2 separate regions of the Callithrix jacchus genome follow, and region 2 is linked to region 1. The links are chromatin contacts, called in public Hi-C maps. All regions are on one chromosome and are shown on one strand. The core of a region is the stretch at or near the end of the contact, and the rest is flanking DNA. Distances in the headings are between cores, read along the strand shown. Region 1 overlaps PARK7 (Parkinsonism associated deglycase). Region 2 holds the start of ERRFI1 (ERBB receptor feedback inhibitor 1).

Region 1 (4,624 bases), core at 159-2,658:
CAAAAGAACTCTGAGAACCACTGATCGAATATATCAAGTTCCTGGGACCTCTGGCCTGTAACTTCTTTTAAAAAGCCTACTGTATTAACAAAATAACAACATGTTTTGATGTTGATGTTTACTAAACCATCTTTCATTCATTTGTTTATTCATTCAGTCTTCTGACAAATATTTAATAAAGATCTACAAGAAAGGTGCTGGCAGAAATTACAGCATGGGAAAAAATCAAGATGGGAGAACATCATCTGATATGAAAGCAACAAGAATGGATTTTAAAATGGTTATGAGAAAATAAAATAGTACTGAGGTATTATGATGAGAGGACATCTGTGAAGCACCAAATGTCCTTATTCTAAATTATGTGGCAGATAATATGGTGCCTAAGATCACTAGGTACTGAAAGAATCAGAAGCTCCTGGGAAGCCAGCAGAAAACACCGTGGGGCTTCTGAATCTGCAGAGCAAGCACGGGGCAGAGTTGTTGTGTTGATGTCTGACAGATTCTTGCTGACTGTGTGCTGGCACAAAGACTTTCTGGCACAGAGATTTGCTGTAACAAGCTGTTTACTAAATTCCAGAGGGCCTTGTTTTCCTCCGAGTCAACCAAACACGGAAAACACCAAGTTTCACAGAATGTAGACCAAAGGCAAGGAGAGGCAGAAAACGGAACAATTGTCCTCATTTCTGAAATGACACCAACTTGATGCCACCCAAACTAAATACACCAACACAGATGCCCTGCATGCTTTATGAAGGGGAAGAGCTATTTGGAGTCAAACTATCAAATGAAAGGCTACCCCACCCACCAACAACATTGCAACACAGACTGCCCCTGCGCGTCACCTGCACAGATGGCGGCTATCAGGCCCTTCCGGTTTTCCTGTTCCTTCAGTATCTCCTTCACAGCAGCAGACTGGTGAAAAGAAAACAAAAAATACATCAAGTTATCATTATACCACTACCCAATCACTCACTAGGAAACTTGGGAAGAATCTGATTTTAGCTTAACCCACAAGCTCTCTGACCTATTTTCCAACAATATTTCTAAATCACTGGTACACAAATAATCAAAGTGTATCTATATTGTTAAGCCCAAGTAAGGTATTTCTTCGAAGAGAAACACATTCCCCCACATTTAAAGATCAGAAAAGAAAGCAATTTGACCCCTGCCATTTTGTACTCCAGGGAGAAAGAAATAGAAGAGAGGGAATGTGGGGTTTTGGGTGTTTTCAGATGGCAGAAAGACAGACTCTAGCAGGAAGCAACCTCTTGCATCTGACTCAACCCATTTCTAGCAGCCCCAACTCTGCCTGTGATGTGCCCCTCACCCTGGCCTCCGACTCCTCCCATATGACTTAAAAGGAGGAACAGCAGTCTCTGCTGATGGCATCTGTCATTCCTGCTGGTAGCTCTAGCCCCATGACCTCCCCCACTTCAGACTGGTAGGTAGAGTAGACAATTTGCCCTTCCCAAAACACAAAATCTGATTCTTTTGTTGGTGGAAAAAAATGAAATAATCTTACTTTGGACTATATTCACTGAAATTTGTTCGTAACTGTTCCGCCAATTCAGCTTACTTCCACGGCAACTTTTGTGTGTGTGTGTGTGTGTGTGTGTGTGTGTGGATGAGACAGGTTCTTGCTCTGCTGCCCAGGCTAGAATGCAGTGGTGCAATCCCAGCTCACTGCAGCCTCAAACTTCTGGGCTCAAGCCATCCTCCCACCATAGCCTCCCGAGTACCTGGGACTACAGGTGTGCACCACCATGCCCAGCTAATTAAAAGAATTTTTTTTTGGAGAGATAGGGTCTCAATGTGTTACTCAGGCTCGTCTCAAACTCTGCGCCTCAAGCAATCCTCCTGCCTCAGCCTCTAAAAGCATTGGGTTTACAGGCATGATTCACTGCACCTGACCTCCACAGAAAATATTAAAAATGTTTTTTTGAGACTGGGTGCGGGGGTTCACACCTATAATTCCAGCACTTTGGGAGGCCGAGGTAGGTGGATCACAAGGTCAGGAGTTGAGACCAGCCTGGCCAACATGGTGAAACCCTGTCTCTAATAAAAATACAAAAATTAGTAGGTGCGTGCCTGTAATCCCAGCTACTGTGGAGGCTGAGGCAGGAGAACTGCTTGAACTCAGGAGGCGGAGATTGCAGTGAGCTGAGATCGTGCCACTACACTCCAGCCTGGGTGACAGAGCAAGACTCCGTCTCAAAAAAAAAAGTTTGAGTTAATGCTACAATACCATTTTGTTAATTTTAATTGTTTCTATTTTATTCACAGTCTCCTCCCTGAATTATCTGAATAATAACAAAATCAACAGAATATAAGCAGATGCTATTGAGGTATAATTGAATAGAATTTTACCTCAGATAAATTCTGTGCACCCAGATTACCTCCTGGTAGAACCACCACGTCATATGGTCCCTGTAACAGTTTAAAACATAAAGAAAACGAAAATATTTCATTTCAAATGAGCATTAAAGTGACAGTCCAATAATACCTTCCTATTTTAAATGTGGGAAATATAGGAGATAGACTAAACATCTGCCAATGGAAAAGTTAAATAAATTAACGTGTATCCGTATGATGGAATGTTGTTTCAAACCTGTATACCACTATATTAAAGGATGTCCACACTGTGGAGTAGCTGGGGTAGTATAATCTCCCCCCTGTAAAAGACAGGGATATATGTTTGTGTGTAGATGTATGGGTGGTAGGTGTATAATCATCACAAGCACCCCGACCCCACATATTGTGTATACATGTAGTCACAAAGCAAGACACTCTAGTTGCTAATGGGAGTAGTGTGGGATGGGGCAGAAGGAGAATGAGAATAGGACACTTAACATTTCGACTTTGTCTATGTCCATATTGTTTGAATTATTCTTCAACAAGAATGAAGCATTCTTCTATTTAATATTTTCTATTAAAAAAATTAATAGAAAAACAGGCTGGGCATGTCTGTAATCCCACCACTTTGGTAGGCTGAGGCGGGCAGATTATCTGAGCTCAGGAGAGTTCAAGACCAGCCTGGACAACATGGCAAAACTCTGTCTCTACTAAAAATACAAAAATTAGCCAGACTTGGTGGTGCATGCCTGTTAGACCCAACTACTTAGGGGGGAATGAGGCAGGAGAATCGCTTGAACCTAGGAGGAGGAGGCTGCAGTGAACTGAGGGTGCGCCACTGCACGCTAGCCTAAGTGACAGAGCCAGACTCTATCTCAAAAAAGAAAAAAAAAATTAATACAAAAAACTTTATGAAGTCAAAAAAAATTTTTTTGTGCCTTTTACTTAAAAAGTTACATTTTAACTTTAAAAAATGTAACGGGGGAGAATTTTAGTATCCCCCCTCAAAAAAATTCCTAGAAATCTAATCAATTTCAAACTTCCTGAAATTACAAAATGGAAATTTTGTATTGTACTTTAGGATGTTAAAAAGAGGTTTAAAAAAATCTAGTCATTAAACAAATTACAAAATAAAAATGTATTATGTATTTAGTGCAATCTATACTTTAAAAATTATTTAGAGACAGGGCCTCATTGTCACCAAGGCTAGAGTGCAGTGGTGCAATATAGCTCACTACAGCCTTGAACTCCTGCGCTCAAGCAACTCTCCTACTTTTGCCTCCCCTGTAGCTAGGACTACAGGCATGCATCACCACGGCCAGCTCATTTTTCTATTTTTGTAGAGACAGGGTCTTGCTATGTTGTCAGGCTAGTCTTTGAAACTCCTGGGCTCAAGTAATCCTCCCACCTCAGCCTCCCAAAGTGCTAGGATTTCAGGGGTAAACCACTGTGGCTGGCTCAGAATCACTTTTAAGACCATAAACATCCTACTATTGATGGAAAACCAAGCAAAGCTCAAAACTCAAAAGAAAATATGTAAAGTATAGAATTTGTTTGACTCCTTTTAGAATCTGCACTGAAAAATAAAAGCATGCAAAAGGTAACCACTTCCTCAAAAAACTCAGTAAACAGAACTACCATGTGGTCCAGCAATCCCACTATTGAGCATGTATCCAATGGAAAAGAGATCAGCCTACTGAAGAGACACTGGCACGCCCTTTTCACTGCAGCAATAGTCACACTAGCCAAGATATTAAATCAACCAAGTTCCAACAACAGATGAATGCATAAAGAAAACGTGGCATTTATACACAATGGAATACTATTCAGCCATAAAAAAGGAATGAAATCTTGTCATTTGTGGCTATAAGAATGGAACTAGAGGACATTCTATTAAGTGAAAGAAGCCAGGAACAGCAAATTAAACACTGCATGTTCTCACTCACATGTGAAAGCTAAAAAAAATTGACCACATAGAAGTAAAAAGTAGGACAGAGGATATTAGAGGCTGGGGAGGATAGAAGAAAGTGGGGATAGGGAGAGATTTGTTAAAAGATACAAAATTATAGCTAGATAAGAGGAATAAGTTTCGGTGTTCTATGCCCCTGTAGGATGACTATAGTTAACAATCATATATAGTTTCAAGTAGCAGGAGAATACTGAACATTCCCAACACAAGGAAATGATAAATGTTTGAGATGACGGATGTGCTAATCACTCTGATCTGATCACTATACATATGTATGGAAACATCATGTATCCCATGAATATA
Region 2 (4,268 bases), core at 1,556-4,055, 50 kb before region 1:
AGCTTCTTCTTACGGTGAAAGAAGGGCAAGTGAAAGGTGGTGACAATTTGGGTCAATCTGATGCAAATCTAATGTTTTAGATCTTATGTTTAATTTATTTTCTATTACAAACAATCGACTAACATTAATTCCTTGGGAAATGGCCTCAAGATTAAGTGGACTGTGAAAGATATAAAAAACACTGTTTTACTTTAAGTGTCATGCTCCACTGGAGATAATTTAAAACAAATTGTGTTCAGGAAAAAGAGAATATTTCCCCGAATGTCTGGTATAGTGTTCTAATCTATTAAAGGTCAATGAATAATTACTTAATAAACACAATATGCTAGTATTACTTCAAGATGCTTAGCATTTTCCTTTTAAATTTTTCCCAAGATGTTATACATTATTATTGACATATCAATGTTATTATAACACATCATTAATAGACTATTAGATAAAAGATTTGTGGGTGTAAGTCTTCTAATGTCATTCTTCCACGGCTGAGAAAGCCATATTATATGAATGTAACTGTAAGCTAAATTCGGCAAACTAGTGGCTAAACTGGTTTTTCCCAAAAAATGAATAAGTCAAGTTTATCTTGCAAGTTGTTTAAAATAGAAAAATCAGATTAATCATGTATTACTCATGTGTTTTTATGATTTTTGATAATTTACCAAAACATGAGCACATCATACAGCTCACAACTGTATAGTGAGTATCTGAGTATCCTGTTGATCTTCTTTCTCGAAAGAAGGGGTGTGTTTGATGGTTGCTCTGGTGATTATCACTGTTTTATGAATAAGGGAATGTAAAAGCATGCCAATAAGGCCAAAGCACAAATTACAGCTGTATTGTAGTGACTTGAAATAGTGTAGCCAGGGTTCCTTTCAGATGAAACTTGAACCTCTTTAGGTGCCCATTCAGTAAATACTGTTCTGTGAGGTCTGAAAGATGTACTCTGGCAAGTTCTCAGGCTGATCTTTTTTTTAAACACTGGTAACAGCATATGAGTAGGCCACAAACCCTCACCAAAATGGGAAAACTGGGACAGATTTTCTTTGGATCAAAAAACCTAGTTAGTAGGTAAGGAACTCAGCAATCAGTTGTGACTCATTTCCATCATCCTAAAATAATATTGAATTAATAGCAATAAGACAGGTTAACTGAATTGTTGACAAATAGCATAGGCATGAAAATGACCCATCAGCCCCTTGTAAGCCAGGAGGGCCATCGGAAAGGAAGCCAGATTTCTCTCTGCAAAATATTAGTTTTGCAACTTAGAGAGGGCAAAGATACTTCAGATTCTTTTTCTTTTTTCGTGCTTAAGGCCTTGAAATCAAAATCGGCCTTTAAATTAGAAAGTAAGTAAGTAAATAATAGTGGAGAAAAGGCAAATCATTGCATGGAGTGTAGAGTTAATAGTTAACCTGATAATAAGGCCAGAATCTCATTCCATATGTTAAACTACCCCAATTAGGTAGTGCTCAGTGCCTATCATGCATTATTGCTGAAGTGCAAGCAGGCGCTCCAGGAGACAAGAGGTCAGCGGCAGGTCTCCCGCCTCTCGCAACAGAGCACCAGCCAGGGGATTTGTTCTAGTTAAAACTAGAGGGTTTCCGTCTGTTTGCTTTTTTTCTTACTTTAGTTACTCTTGGTTTGTTATCATTTGTATTATTTATTTTACGGTTAAACTATAAGCCTAAGTTGCATCACTGGCGCCCCGAGAAACCTCCTCCCACAGGCCCGCTGGGGCTTTGTCCTTGGGCATCCGAGGCCTCTCCAAAGCCAAAAAGACGTCGGGGCCACCTCAGGTCGCCTGAGTAAACACAAGCCTGGGAAACCGAGGGCCCCCTAGGTCAGCAGTGGGGGAGCTCCTCCTGAAACCCAAACGATCCTGTAGGGCTCAACCTCGATTTTCCAGCGCAGTCAGAGGCGCCCTGGGCTTCCCCCGCGTGGCCTCACCGCCCCACTCTGTCCCCTCCTCCTCCCTTGCTGTCCTAGTCTGTCCCTCGCCATCCCTATCTCACATTGTCCCTCACAGTACCTCACTGTCTACTGTCCCACACCGTCCGTCACTGTCCGACGAAGTCCCTCGCTGTCCCACACCGTCTCTCACAGGTCCCTCACTGTCCCACATTGTCCTTCACTGACCATAAGTCCCTCACAGTTCCTCACCGTCCCACACTGTCCCTCACTATCCACACCATCCCTCACCGCCTCTCACAGGCCCACACCGTCCCTCACCATCCCACACTGTCCTTCACTGCCCCAGACAGTCCCTCACTGTCCCACACAGCCCGTCACTGTCCCTCAGTCCCTCGCCGACCCTCACCGGCTCCCCTTTCCCCCACCGGCTCCCCTTTCCCCCACCAGGGCTTTCTCGGCCCCCACGGCCAGCGGCGGCCCACGGAGAGGAAAAAACACACAATCTTGCCCGGAGCCTGAATTTATGGGAAATCCCACGCGAGGCGCGAGGTGCCCTCAGTTCGGGTGGGAACCGCGGCCGAGGCCCGAGTGCCCGCAGGCTTCTGAGGAAAGCTCGGCATTGTTGGGCTCCCGGGCCTCGGCAGCTGCCGCACGGCTCGGGCAGAGGAGTGGATCTCTGGCCCGGGTCGGCCCAGAGACGCCTCCCCCGGAGACAAAGCCGACTCCCTGCAGCGCCGCGCTACGCCACGGTGGGCCTAGCGCAAACGCCTCGGCCGCGGCATTGCCCCTTTAAGCGGCGCGCGCCCTGATTGGCTGCGGAAGGAGGCGGGGCGGGGCGCGGCGACCTCACGCCCAGCGTAAACACTATATATAGAGGCGGCTGCTGCAGCCGCGGCGACGGCGGCCCAGTGCGAGGCAGAGTGTTAGCGGTATTGCGAGCCAGCGAGAGGCGCCTGCGCGATGTCCGGGCCCCTGAGCCCGCGGCGCTGAGCCAGCCGGGACGGACATGCGCGGGAGGGCGCCGCGGGACAGCCGCCGCTCCTCCGGGGTAAGGGGCCTGGCGCGCTGAGGGGGTGGGGAGGGCCGCGCAGCGCTCCGCTCACTCAGGCCCCCAGCACCGGGCGCCGGGATCGAGGCGGCTCTCCGACGCCAGGGCGGGGGCGTGGAGGGCGCGGGGAGGGTCGCCGCGACGCGGAGTCTTCTCTGGGACGGAGGGAGGGGCCGACCTGGCGCTCGCGGGCTTCTCCCTGAGGTGCGGAGGGCGGGACCCTCCTCGGCGGCGCAGCCCGGGCCTGGGGACGCCGTGAGGTGCTGGCGCCCGCCCTCTTCTCCACGCCGGCAGTGGTCGTCGCGCGGCCCTTCGGCTGGCGGGGGCCATGCACCCGAGCGCGCGGGACACGTCCCCGCAGCACCGGGACCGCCAAGCACGAGGGTCCTCGTCCCGCAGCCTGCGCTCGCGGGCTTGCCCGGCGGGGATGAGCGACTTCGGGGCTGGGGACTCGTTTTTTGGGGTTTTTTTTTTTCTTTGTAAAAATCGGGGTTGCGTTGTCTTGTTCACACCGTGTGCGGGTCAGTCCGGTCCTGAAAGCTGGGGTGGGAGGCCGCTGGCGGCTCGTGATTGCTTGCGGTGGCTGGTACTGGTTCTCTTTGGCGGTCAGCCCCAGTCCCTCTGCCTAATCTCCCAGCGGCGGTGGTGATTCCGAAATCAGTATTTTAAAATTCGTCTGAGCTGTTCTGAACGCTTTCTTCTCTCTTAGAAACCTGATTCTTTGCTTTGAACGTCTTAGGTACCGCTTTGAATGGAATGGGACTGCAGAATTATGTGCTCAAGACGTGAATGCTTACTGGGAATTTCGTGTGTGTATTTATATGTATATCATAGCCCTGTACAAATTAGATGACTCCTTAACCATGAATGGTGCTGTATTGGTGCTTGCTAAGTCTTTATTAGGATTTCATCATTGCATGAAAGAAACCAGTCTCTTACCCGATAAAAATATGAATAGCTTGTTAGTCATAAACTTAAGTCAGTCAGAATGGAGACTGTAGCTTTAAAAGAGATGTGGTGGTGACTTGAGGTACACCTGCAACACAGGTAGGGCAAGACTGGTTTCTAGGCAACTGTCAGGGGTGAAGAAAGGTGAGGTTAAAATGCCCTTTTTTTCCCTTCCAGAACAAATGTTTAGCCTTTTATAAATGTGTAAGAATGTAATGGGTACAAATTTGTTGAGACTTGAACATCCAAGTTCAACGTACCTATTTTTTTAACTGCATTTCTTTGCTTGCCTTTCTGTAATTACAATATACAAGCTTAAGTAAAATTTTTTTTGAACAGAGACCAAAGACAGACTAGGTACCTA

Evidence for each region. A called contact is a pair of places that touch in the nucleus more often than the background predicts.
Region 2: a contact with region 1 is called in a Hi-C map of skeletal muscle, with 3 times the contacts expected there. The contact joins the promoter of ERRFI1 here to the enhancer-like site in region 1. A contact is called at or near these places in 2 of 3 Hi-C or Micro-C datasets (induced pluripotent stem cells and skeletal muscle).

What each region holds. Positions count from the first base shown.
Region 1 is chr7:45,847,260-45,851,883 of calJac240_pri, reverse strand. It overlaps PARK7 (Parkinsonism associated deglycase), which reads right to left. Exons shown (of 6, transcript XM_009000365.5): 4 at 843-912. Among named protein-coding and RNA genes, the nearest start is that of PARK7, 7.4 kb to the right of the region's middle. Within about 2 kb of position 1,408, at least 6 of the 16 cell types and tissues checked have an H3K27ac peak or open chromatin away from gene starts, as enhancers often do. A contact at or near this core is called in skeletal muscle, where this site is marked.
Region 2 is chr7:45,898,675-45,902,942 of calJac240_pri, reverse strand. ERRFI1 (ERBB receptor feedback inhibitor 1) reads left to right here and starts at 2,805. Exons shown (of 4, transcript XM_002750243.6): 1 at 2,805-2,956.